Linked DNA regions of Ovis aries: region 2 is linked to region 1. Evidence: chromatin contacts called from public Hi-C data. All regions are on one chromosome and are shown on one strand. The core of a region is the stretch at or near the end of the contact, and the rest is flanking DNA. Distances in the headings are between cores, read along the strand shown.

What was found. Hi-C and Micro-C count contacts between places; a contact is called where the count stands out from the background.
Region 2: a Hi-C map of hypothalamus shows a contact between it and region 1, with 4 times the contacts expected there. The contact joins the promoter of WDFY3 here to the enhancer-like site in region 1. A contact is called at or near these places in 5 of 16 Hi-C or Micro-C datasets (hypothalamus, muscle, retroperitoneal adipose tissue and 2 more).

What each region holds. Positions count from the first base shown.
Region 1 is chr6:100,261,016-100,267,652 of ARS-UI_Ramb_v3.0, forward strand. The region is part of intron 36 of WDFY3 (WD repeat and FYVE domain containing 3); the gene reads right to left. Among named protein-coding and RNA genes, the nearest start is that of CDS1, 170 kb to the left of the region's middle. Within about 2 kb of position 2,521, at least 14 of the 54 cell types and tissues checked have an H3K27ac peak or open chromatin away from gene starts, as enhancers often do. A contact at or near this core is called in hypothalamus, where this site is marked.
Region 2 is chr6:100,466,038-100,472,674 of ARS-UI_Ramb_v3.0, forward strand. It overlaps WDFY3 (WD repeat and FYVE domain containing 3), which reads right to left and starts at 3,915. Exons shown (of 67, transcript XM_060417387.1): 1 at 3,422-3,915.

The sequences.
Region 1 (6,637 bases), core at 1,271-3,770:
TAAGAAGGTAAAGTCAATGGGGACAGGAGTATGTGTATCAAAAATTAATTAAGCACACAATTTTGTTTGGAGCTTCCTAGGGTCAAGAAGGAGGAGAAAAAAAGGTTTACCAAGCTTTTTATTATCTATAAAATATTTTTTAAAAAAACCACACTAGTGAGCCAGCAAGGATGTTTTCCTAGATGGTTCTGAAAAGAATGTTCTCTGTGGTTATTTTTTATAAAGCGGACAATGAACAACTCAATAGGTAATACCTTTGATAATGGTTTTATATAGTACAAAGATGGTTTTTAAAATTATTGTGAATAAAAGCTTACGGCATAAAGTTAAACTAGAGTTCTCCGATGGTATTTCTCTAAGTAATTAGGGTGATACAATCCAGGTGCATAACTCTGAGGTCTCTAACCTGAGAGGTGAGGATGAAAGGTAGGAGAGATCCTTTTGTTATTCTCTCAAATGTCAGTCCTGTTAGCTGGCTTTGGACAAGAGGTAGATATTGAACCATTCACTAAACCGACATGAAGTTGTTTCTTAAAAAGAGATCTGGATTTATAGTTATAAGCAGAGGCGTGATGCTTTGCCAATGAAATTAAACAATCTATTGCTTCTCGAACAGACTGGTCCGGGACTATGTTTATAACCATGACATGAAAGTGGGCTACAGAACACTGTTTTGCTTTATGTATTAAAATAATACATAATACTTTATGTATTAAAATTAAAATATGCTCTATTGGGGAAAAAAACCCGTTTCTTTCTATTCTGATTTTCAAAGCGATCCTAATAAAGGTTTTTTAAAAAAGTAGTTAAAATAGGAATTCTATATTCAGATCAAAGATATATTCTAAGGATTCAAAAACCAACCAAAGTTTTAACAAATGTTTCTCTGTTTTTGTGGTAAAACACATTTATCCAGTTTTAAAATAATAAAATATGGGCCAAGTAACAGTTAAAAGAATATTAGTGCTTAGGAGTTTGGTTTGGCAAGAGAGCAATCTGGGAAAAAGCGAAGGTCATGTCATGTTGTTTTTAATCTTAATCCATTTTCCTGTGCAGCTGAACAGACAGCAGGAGAGCTGGGGCCAAGGCCAGCCCATTCTTCAGGCTGAGAGGCCTCGAAGACCCGACCCTTGCCAAGGGAAGGGAAAGTAAAGACACTGAAGTGATAAGCCGAAGATTGATGAGTCTATGAGGACTATCTTTTAATTAGATTAGAGGCCATTCACAGCAGGATTTTAATACCCCTGAAGTCAGCAATACTTATTCAGGATTATAATCAACTCAATGTGGCTAATGAGAAAGTAAGAGTGAGTAGGGTTTATATAGCCTTAATTAACAAGAGAAAGTTTTGGAGTCTGTAAAACAGGGAACATAGTACAAAGAGAAGTAGCTAGATCTGTCAACAACATTTATTTTTACTTCATTAAACAGTATTCTATAAGGATTTAAGGCTGGCTCAGGAGAATCTCAGGGACGGAGAAGCCTGGTAGTCTGCGGTCCATGGGGTCGCTAAGAGTCAGACATGACTGAGCAACTTCACTTTCACTTTTCACTTTCACGCACTGGAGAAGGAAATGGCAACCCATTCCAGTGTTCTTGCCTGAAGAATCCCAGGGACGGGGGAGCTTGGTGGGCTGCTGTCTATGGGGTCGCACAGAGTCGGACACGACTGCAGCGACTTAACAGCAGCAGCAGTTACCACTAGGACTTCCCAGGTGGCGCTAGTGGAAAAGAATCCGCCTGCCAATGCAGGAGACATAAGAGGTACGGGTTCCATCCCCAGGTCTGAAGGGAGGATCCAACCCTGGAGGAAGAAACGCTAACCCACTCCAGGATTCTTGCCTGTAAGGACAGAGGAGCTTAGCGGGCTACAGTCCATGGGCCACAAAGAGTTGAACACAGGTGAGCAACTGAGAACAATCACCAAAAGGTATTTAATTGTCTGCTCACTGAAGCTGTGTCATGAGTGATCATGACCCAGAATTAACTCTGTTCTTAGCTCTAACCTCCAAGCTCGAATGTTCTTGCTGAGGCTCACAGCGGGCTAACTTTGAAAGGACTTAAGACTTTGTGAGTGCATGCATAGTTCTCTCCATTTTTTTTTAAACAATTCACTGAACACAATTATGTGCCAGACACTGCTGAGTTTTATGTACCTTATCTCATTCTGCAAAATACCCTTTTGAAGTAGATACTATCATCTCCACTTTTGAGATGAGGTAACTAAGGCTTAGAGTGGTTAAGTCAGTTGGTCAAGTCAAAACTAGGTTTCAAAGCTCAGTTTCTTTGATGCCAAAGTTCACTGCTTTACTTGCCCTACTCTTCCAGCCCTACTGAAAATTTCCAAATTGAAGTTAACAGATGTACAACAAGAGCAACTCTGCTATGATCTCTCTGTCGTGGTTTTCCAGATAAGCCTGGTTGGCTCACCAGACAACCAGGATGAGTTCAGCCCAGAACGAAGGGAGGATAAGCACTGTGGTATGCTCTGGCCTCTGGCTGTCAGATCTATCTTCCCAGAGGAAATGAAAAGCCAGCCAATAACATCTGTCTTCAAAGAATCAAAGCGCCCTTTCTGAGGCCTGGGGATGCCAGGCAGAATCTTCCGGGACACAGGCCAGACAGCCGACATGCGTCTGCAGCCCACAGCCGAGAGCACTGTGGCCTGGGGAGGAAGGCCTTGAGTGCACTCCTCAAGGCCTTGTCTCTGCAGGCCTGTCTCTGTAATGGGACGAGCCATCAGAGAAGAGGGTCTTGAGCTTTGTCATCCTGATCGCAGTGCTCCTCTTCACGGGCTTCCCTTCTCCCAGGTATTTTATAACAGTGCCTGCCCACTTTTCTACTTCGCTGGGGGATAGGGGTGGGGGGTGGGGCTTGTTTATTGCTCTGCAGTCACATGGCTTTCACTCTGATGTGAATGGGGAGGTCTTGAAGAAGATGGCAGGAGCAGGAAGCAGTGAACCCCTCCGCTTCACCCTTTCTTTCTTCTAGGTCTCTGTGGGTACCTTATGACTGTTCTCAGGTACTTTCCTCCCATGACCACATGCAACAAATCCATGTGGCCCTCCATGAGACCTGGTTGTTTGGACAATAAAGAATCTGTCTGTAATGCCCAAGGCTCGAGTTTGATCCCTGGATCAGGAAGATCCCCTGGAGGAGGGCATGGCAAGGCACTCCAGTATTCTTGCCTGGAGAATTCCAAGGATAGAGGAGCCTGGCGGGCTACCATCCATGGGGTTGCAAAAGAGTTGGACGCGACTGAGCGACTCACATTTCCACTTTCTCCATGAGATGCCTGGTGGTGACGACAGGGACACTGGGGAAGACAAGCCAGGGAAAAGCAGCTAGAGGTCCAGGTACAAGACAGGCCACTTGGTTTCTGAGTAAGTCTTATGTGCCAGGTGCTATGTCATGAATCTTAAACAGATCATCTTAATTAATTCTCATGATGGTCCTCAGAGACAGATTCTATTTTTATATTCTTTTTGTGTGTTCCAACCAAACTTTATTTATAAAGGCAGGCTAGATTTGACCCACGGGATACAGCTTGCAGATTAGGAGGTGCTTCCTAAATGTGCACAAATCACCTGGGAATCTCGTATACCATTTTAAAGGTGGGGAACTAGAAGGGATGAAGAGAACTGAGCCGAGTCAAGGTTACACAGCTAAAAGCAGCATGTTTAATTTCTCAAAATAGTTTTGCTGGGTGATTTACCTATTATTTGTTTAACTCTCACAGAAATCACCTAGGGGAGATAGCATATAATATCATTCTTCAGAGAATGAATTTGGCTCGGTGAGATTAAAATGTTTATATAATAAACATCAGGGCCAGAATTCAAACCAGGCTTTGCTACAACAGCACAATGCCTCCCTTGTATTTGACCTGACTCACACTGTGGCCAGTCTAGATGAATGCAGATCTTTCATTTTTCTAGACTGCTAGTAAAGATAATGTCACACATTCTTCTGTAGATGTAGTGAAATAAGCAGATACTCTTGTGATAAAATCCCAAATAATCTGAAGACTGAAAATAGTCTGGCATGAGCATATCAGACTGAAAATCAGTTGGTTCAAACCCCTTCTTCCATGAAGGTAAATGGCAAGTGTATAGTATAATTCTCTTCTTGAGCTTCTTCAGAGATAGACTTCACAATCATAACATTAAAAATCATATGACTGTAACTTACTTTTTCACACTACAGGAAAACAGGGAGTGCAATATCCTTTTCACTATTTTTTGTTCTGTGTGTGTTAGATTTGAAGCATAAATTTTAAGAAGTATAATTTTTTTCTCTGTAAAGGTCTTATGCTTTTTTTAAAAGAAAATATTTATTTATTTGGCGGCACCAGGTCTTAGTTGTGGCATACAGGATCTAGTTCTATGTGTGACCAAGTCAAACCTGGGTCCCCTGCATTAGGAATACAGAATTTTCGCCACTAGACCACCGGGAAGTCCCTAAAAGCATGTATTTTTAAAAGCAAATTTATATATCTTTTATTAGATAGTATCATGTCTTGTTTGGGAAAGGCCAGGGATGCAGTTATAGTTAAATGATTCAAAATTACTTTAAGAACATGTCAAGACACTGAGCTAATTTTGTGAGAGATAAAAGGACGCATGAAAGTTGGTCCCTAACTTTAAGGATCTATTTGGGAAATTCAATCTTGACACTCTCTGGTTCTTCCTAAAACATCATCCTACAACCTCTGACACCCTAATGCAATCAGATACAATTACACTATAGGGCAAATTAGTAACCACAATAATGAGAATGTTACCTCGAAGTTAATACATGCCATCTCAAGCTTTCCTCACTGAAAAATACAGAAAAACTAAAATAAGAGACAATTATATAATTTATCAACTGATAGTTAGGTATTAGGATTCCTACAAGACTGATATACAGAGTACATCATAGAAAGGCTGGGCTGGATGAAGCACAAGCTAGAATCAAGATTGCTGGGAGAAATATCAATAACCTCAGATATGCAGTTGACACCACCCTTATGGCAAAAAGTGAAGAAGAACTCAAGAGCCTCTTGATGAAAGTGAAAGAGGAGAGTGAAGAAGTTGGCTTAAAGCTCAACATTCAGAAAACTAAGATCATGGCATCCGGTCCCATCACTACATGGCAAATACATGGGGAAACAGTGGAAACTGGATGATTTTATTTTGGGGGGATCCAAAATCACTGCAGATGGTGACTGCAGCCATGAAATTAAAAGATGCTTACTTCTTGGAAGGAAAGTTATGACCAACCTAAACAGCATATTAAAAAGCAGAGACATTACTTGGCTGACTGAAGAATTGATGCTTTTGAACTGTAGTGTTGGAGAAGACTCTTGAGAGTCCCTTGGACTGCAAGGAGATCCAACCAGGCCATCCTAAAGGAAATCAGTCATGAATATTCATTGGAAGGACTGACGCTGAAGCTGAAACTCCAATACTTTGGCCACCTGATGCAAAGAGCTGACTCATTTGAAAAGACCCTGATGCTGGGAAAAATTGAGGCCAGGAGGAGAAGGGGACAACAGAGGATGAGATGGTTGGATGGCATCACCGACTCAATGGACATGAGTTTGGGTAAGCTCTGGGAGTTGGTGATGGACAGGGAGGCCTGGCATGCTGCAGTTCATGGGTTTACAAAAAGTTGGATGTGACTGAGTGACTGAACTGAACTGATAAGACTGACAGTGTTATTACTGGATATATGCACTTACCCCATTTCTTCTACGTATGTGTATCTTATTTTTTGGCTCAGTTATGCTTTCTTATACCTCTTCTGAACTTTATTCTGTTATTTCATGATAAACATTTTATTTTGCATAAAATGCTTCACATTCTCACCCCAGGCACTAAAATACTAGCCATCTTTTTTCTTATTTTTAGTTTCCAAAGAGGACAAGTTCTACCAGGCATGCTTGTCCACATGAATTATTGATGAAATCAATTATTTTCCTGCCAATATTAAACACTGTGGTCCTGGTTAAAATGCTTAGCATGACTGTTATCTAAATTATACTAGTGATTTCTTTTAATAGATCAAGCTGAGATATTTCTACATGAATAAGATAAAACATCTGCTGGAGTTTTAAGGTTTCAAATAAAAAATTAACTGTTTTCTCTTCACCACTAGAGGGAGAAGAGAAAGTGCAGGGTCAGTTGTCAAACAACTGTCAAGCAGCATGCAGGAAGTTTTTCAGAGAGAAAAGCAGTTAGTCTTTTGCACTGAAATCTTTCACGAAACACTATTTTCAGAGCCCTTGCATGTACTGCTTGACCCTGTTTAATATGCGCTGGCCAAAAGAATGAATGAATAAGCAACTAAATATATCTTAGATTCCCTTCCCTTAGATTCCCTGATTTTTAAATTTCTCTTTGAGATTTTCCTATATGAACATTTGGTTTTCAGGGATGGTCAACTTCTAGAGCCAGCAGTGTGGCCACTTAGGGTTTGTTTTCTGAAACATCAGCTAATTCTTATCAAGAGAAAGAGCAAGCGCAAGGACTAAACGTTTGTGTCCCCTCCCCTCAAATTCGTAAGTTACACCCTAACCCTCAATGTGTGGATATTATAAGGCAGGGCTTTCTGGAGGTAATTAGGTTTAGATGAGCCACGATGCATGCACGCT
Region 2 (6,637 bases), core at 2,665-5,164, 210 kb after region 1:
ACAACTTAAATGTCTAACTCATGAATGAATGAACAAACTGTGGTACCTTATTGTAATGGAGAGGGACTCAACAGCACAAAAGAACAAATTTAGTGGTGTGCTGGGGCCAACTGGTACAGCTTAGGACAGCCTACTGTTAAATTTTCAGTTTTACAAGCTGATTTAGGTAGCTCAATGTGGGCCAAGATGAGCATGTTTACACTGCAATAATTAGCAGATGCTACCAATCTGGGATTTTTTTCCTTTGGAGGACAGGTTGTTACAAGTTTATCAGCATTCCATTGATGAAACTACTGACACAAGAAACAACTTAATGAATATCCAAAGTATTGCGATAAATGAAAGACATCAAGACTACATACTGTATGATTTCATTTCTGTTATATAGACATAAATTTCTTGTCTACAAAGACAAGATAACAGGGATATTACTTAGATTAACAATTAGCAGGGGCTAGAGGTAGAGGGCGGAGAAGGTAATGGCAACCCACTCCAGTACTCTTGCCTGGAAAATCCCATGGACAGAGGAGCCTGGTGGGCTGCCGTCTACGGGGTCGCACAGCGTCGGACACGACTGAAGCGACTTAGCAGCAGCGGCAGAGGCAGAGGGACCCACTCCAGTCTTCTTGCCTGGAGAAGCCCAGGGACGGCGGAGCCTGGTGGGCTGCCATCTATGGGGTCCCACAGAGTCGGACACGACTGAAGTGACTTAGCATCAGCAGAGGCAGAGGGAAAGGATTCACTACAAAGGGGCAGGGGAGAACTGCTTGGAGTGATAGAAATGTTTCATATGTTGATTGTGGTGGTGATGAGCCAACTGTATATGTCTGCCAAGACTTTTCACCACATATAAATTAATCTCAAAAACCTGCCTACAAAAAAAATGTAGGAATAGGAGTTATTTATCTATTAATCCTTTAATGGATGACAAATGATACAAAGGAAGAACTGGAAACTAATCTGTTGAAATATCAAGAAGGCAGATTTTAACTCACATAAACAGAAAAAATACTTCAAAACATTTTTGAAAACGTGAACTTGTGGTCACAGGAAGTATTAAAAACAGAGTCTGGATAATCCTGCCAAAGACACAGTAGAAATGGCCCTACTTTGAGTGTCATTTCAGACTAGTACTATTAAGAGAGGTTAGTATCACTAAGGTCTCTTCCTACGCAGAGTCAGAGGCTCTAAAACTGCATAGTATTTTGTGTTATGATAACAGCAGATCCACTTTTCTATGGTAGTCAAGCATCAAATACTAATTTTAACATCAAGCAAATGCTATCATTGACATAGAGAGGAGTACAGCCTTATTATTAGGAGTGCTGGCTCTGGTGTTATAGTCTGGGCTGAACTGTTGGCCCACCAGTTGGCTGTCACTTTGATTGAACAAGCATCTCTCAGTATCTATTTCCACATCTGTAAAATGGGATCAACATTTTCCTAAGGCTTCAGTAAGAATGCAGGAAAAAAGACTTCTATGAGCTAAATCCTCAATAACAAGCATTTCTTAGACATAACTGGAAGGGAAAGATAACAAATGATCAAATCTAATCCTAAGATTTTTAATTTTCCAAATACAGATTTATTCTTTAATTATATATCCAGTGGCTTATAATTTTTTGCAGAGCCAGATCTTTTTGAAAATGTGTTGACTCTGGACTCTTTACCCAGGAAAAAATGCAAATATATGCTACATTCTGCATATGATTTCCAAGGATTCAAGGACTTTCTAGAGCACATGCATGAAATTGAAAATGCCTGATGTAAACTCTTAAAATTGCAACGCTGAGTAGTGGAATTTAAGAATCGTCAAAGGAGAGAACCCAAATAATACTGAAATAGTACACTGTCATTAACTCTTAAAAAAGAAAGAAAAAGATTCTGCAAGTAAGACCAGAACATCATGTTTGTAATTCATATCTCCTTTTTACAGAAATTTTAAACTAGAAGCATAACATTTTTTACATGAATCAATATAAACTCGTAAAAAGACACTAGTAGTAGAAACCTACCAGCAGAAGAATGAAAGGTTCCAAGCATTAACATGCACCACTGATGTTCAAATACTGTAGGAAGGGTTCCCAAATCAATCTAATACAATACGTATTTTTAAATATCTTTTAGAGAAATCAAACTAATTCCTATGCTTAGAGTCCCATGTTCACGTTAAAGTTTTATTTTCAAATCAGATTTATATTTTTCTTGACCTAAGCACTACTAGCACATCAAGCTTTTTTTTGTTTTTTAATCAACATATTTTTGGTCCTGTTTTATGTTGTTTGTCACAGCGTCTGATGGTGGAAACTGTTCCAAACCTGCTATCAAGTAATTTCAACCTGGAAATCTGCTGCTATCTCAACGCAAAAGGTTTTTTTTTCTTTCTTTCTTTTTTTAATTGTTTGGTTTTCAGACAACAGAAGCCACTTGGCACTAACCAACTCATGCCCATCACGGAACAAAAAATAGTTTTTCGTATGCAGCAGCACCATTTTCCCACAGGAAACAACCATTTTTAAGGCACTGGAAGTACAGACAAGGGTTCACATATAGTAAACATCCTTTCAATCGGTTTTATCAGATTATTTCAGAAAAAGGAAAACCTAATAGCGTGGATTTCGGAATTCAATGAAAAAAAAAAAAAAATCAATGAAACGCTGCCCCTGAAGATCAAACACTGACCAGGTCTGCTAAATGGCTTTTGGTCGAAAAGGTCACAACTGCTATTTAAAGCCCACCGTAACCGTGAATGTTTGCGATGCCACTGCATCCCCGGTACAAGAGGAAAAAAAAAAAGGCAAACACGCTCCGCGGGAGCATCTCCAGTTGCTTGCACAAACGAAGATTTCCAGCACAGGGCGTGGGGGTTTGGCGGGGGGGGGGGGGGGGAGCAGGGCTGGAAAATAAGCCAGGAGAGGCCCGCAGCCTCGGAGACAGCGCCCGAGGGATGGAGGCCTCGCCCGGCAGTGCCCGGGGCGGGGGGGGAGGGGGGTGGGCTCCGCGAGCTGAGACCCCGCGGGGTCTGGCGGAGGGGCGCCGGATCGGTCCCGGATCCCTGGACCGCCAGGTTACGCCCCCACTGCTTAAACGCGGTAACGTCCGGGCTTCGCCTCCCCCACCCCCCGAAACACCCCCAGCATCGCTCCCCACCGCCCGCAGCCCTTGACCCCGACGCCGACAGGACCACGACGGCGCCCTCTCCAGGCCGCGGTGGAGGACACAGGCCAGGCCGCCAGCCCCGCAGCGGCGGCGGCGGCCCCGGGGCAGCGCGATCCCGGGGGAGGATGGCAGCTGGGCCGCGGCCTGTCCCCCCCCCCCGCCCCCAGGGGCAGCGTGCGCAGGGCCGCGAGTGGGCAGCGCCTCCGCCCCGCACGAACAAAGCGGCCGCGGCGCGCGGGGCGGGGGGCCGGGGGGCACTCACCGGACGGCGGGTGGGCGCGGGCTGGCCCGGCCGGGAGCGGGGACCGTGGCGGGCCGGGGGGCGCGCTGGCGACGGGGAGGGGGCGGCGGGCGCGGCGTCCACGGAGGGGCCCGGGAGCCCCACGGCGCGGGGGGAAGATGGGGCTGCGGGCCGCGATCGAGGCTGCGGCCGCGGGGTGCGGGAGCCGGTCGGCCGGGGCCGTGCAGCGAGCGGCGCTAGGCGGCCGGGGCAGCGACGCCGCCGCCACCGCCTCCTCTGCCTTCTCCTGCCCCACTCCCTGCTCCCCCGCGTCGTCCTCCTCCTCCTCGCTGGGTCCCCGCCGCCGCCGCCGCCGCCGCCTCAGCCTCGGCGCTTCTCGGGCTTCTTCTCTCCATCAAGGCCGGGCCGCCCCGCAGGGACCATCCCGGGAAGTGAGGGGCTGCTGCCGTTCCCCGCAGCGGTTGGTGGCCATCTTTAATCCTCCTCCTTTCTCCACCTCCCGCTGCTGCCTGACTGACTGACTGACTCTGGATCCTCCTCTTTCCCCTCCTGCTCCTCCTACTGAGCCGGCCGCAGAAATTGCAGCGGCTCCTTCCTCTGAACCCTCCTGCCTTTCCTTCCTCTTTCCCGACTTCCTTCCCTTCCCTCGGCTTCCCGCTTTCCCCCTCCTCACTCTGACCAGCTGGCTTCGTCTCCCCCTTTTGCTGGCAGCGGGCGCTCGACTCTCTCAGCCTGACTTTGCCCTCCCCCCTCTTTTTCACTCTGGTCCCTCTCCCCTCAGCCTTCCCTCTCCAGAGGCACACACCCCAGCTTCCTTCCTTCCCCACGTCCTGCCCGCAGCCAGCGACTCCCGTTCCCCTCTCGCAGCCCCTGCCCCTCGCCGGCGGTGCGCTCCCTCCCCACCTCCCGCCTCGGTCCCAATTTCTCAAAAAGACTCAGCTGAGAAAGGACAGCTGGGCGCTGCTCTCCTTAACCCTACACCCATTTGCTGGATGCTGTCAGACGGACGGCAGGCTGCGTTAATTTTACTCCCGCTGGAGTACAAAAGGACTGCCCACGCTAAGCTGTTTTACTAGGCAGCTTTGAAACTCCTGGAGGCTGTGGTGTTTGGGCTTCGACCCCGTAGAGGACAGAGGAATTCAAGACCCCCATCTCAGTTGCCTTCCTTCAGTGACCTTGAACTGGTCGCCTTAAGATTTTAGGGTTATTTTTCCCCTTCCTCTAAAGGGCATCATGGATACCTTTGCAGTCCTAACATACACAGTGTTTAGACCCAATTAGCACGTTTTGGTAAACCTTAGAACTGCTAAGCGATTATCAGTTTGCCCCTCTGTGTTTGGTTGCTAATCAACCCAGTGGACAGTGTGGGGCATACTTTACTGGCAGTGGAGACAAACTGAGTCAGCAATTCTGAGTGGACAGGCTTAGAGGGGGGAAGTGGTCACCTCATCGTTCTAATGACAAACTTGTTTTTCCTAACACTGCAATCTACAGAAGCTTGTGAATTTCCTCTACTAAAGATGAAGCAAGCTGGACTTGCTGTTTGCTTCTGTTTAGCCACTTGGCATTTGGCAAATTGGACCCATTTGTAAGGATTCACTCACAGATTACTTCAAGATTCAGCACTGTTGACAAATACAAGGGATATTAAATGTGAGCACTTGGGGGTGGGGGTGGGGGTGGGGTCACAGTGCCTATCCAAAAAAAAAAAAAGCACCTTGCCCTTTCCCAATAAGAGGATGAGGTGTATTCAAAGGTTATTCCCTTCAATAGGCCAATTACAGGGGAAAATGTTTTTAAATATAGTTTTATAATTTAAAGTGATTTTTAAAAATTCAAATGTCACGTTATTATAAAAATGTGTTTCAAACTGAAAAGACGGTGCCAAAACAAATCTAAAAATAAATTTTAATAAAAAATATTGGTATGCTTTGGGAGGTGGAGTTCTAATCTTCCTTGATCTTTACAGAGTAACTGGTACCTTGTTAGATTTCAGATTTCAGTTGCCATCTTTCAGTACTAGTAATTCTCCTATTTGAAATCAACAACGTGTATAAGCATGTAAAACTTTTAAACCCAAGTAAAGTCTTTGAGACATCTTCCCATAATACAGTTTAGAATAAATTATTGAAAACAAAGCACCTACATTTTGTAAGGTGATATGTGTATGTGTGTGTTTTCTTTTTTGGTCTTTAGGTGTTTATTTAGATTTTGTGTTTCTCCAGTCTATTACTAGACAAAATTACTACAAAATTCTTGATTATTTCCTTATGAGTGACTGTTTTTAGACAATAAAATGGATAACATGAACATTGATTAAGAAAGACAGTTGTCTTAAACATGAGACCTGCATGCATTTTAAAAGGATTTTCAGTTATATAGAAGGTTTCAGGGAACTTATCAGATTTTATTCACACTGATAAGTTACATTCATTTACACTTCAATTATAAGCATTTTTCTGTTGAAGAAAATACACGGCAATGATGTGTATGGATAGTATACAAATACACCCCTTGTTAATGTCTTACAAACAAAATCTCACGAAGGTTTTTCACTGATAGAAAATAAATACTGACAGATAAAATCTTGAAAAAAGTGATAAAAATGTAGCAAGTTTTCTCCACTTTTACTGAAGCCATATAAACATAAGCTCTGAATTAACGGGGATAGTGCCCAGGAAAAATCAGGCCCTTCATATTTACTATTTTGCAGCTCTGTTTCAAATCCGTCATCATTACAGCCCTTACCTTCTTTAGTCTTTGTTGCTGGCTAATAGTTTCTCTGTCATCTTAGGGTTTGGTAACAAAAAAAAAAAGGTCAGATCAGGTTCTCCGGCAACATGGCTATTGTTGCACATGTATTCACTCTCAGATAAACTCAAGGTCTTCTATAAAACAAAGAATTGTATTAAAGTCAGGGAAACCCTTTGTGCAGAGGCCAGATGGAAGGAGATCGAGGCATGTGCAGCAAAGTCCTCTGGGAATAGAGCAAACACGAAGGGCTATTTCTAAGCAGAGGCTGGTCCCCGACTTACTATTCATGAATAAAGTGATTGTGGAGAATCGTAATCAAGAGGATATCTGTGACAAATAAGACCCATATTTGTTTTTTACATGATTGAGAATTCTACGAACATGAATAACCAAAGCGTAACTTTGGCTGATGCAAAAGTAAGAAGAGGAAAATGAAAAATAGTAGAATTTTGGAAAATTGTTAGAATAAATAATGGGTCTTGA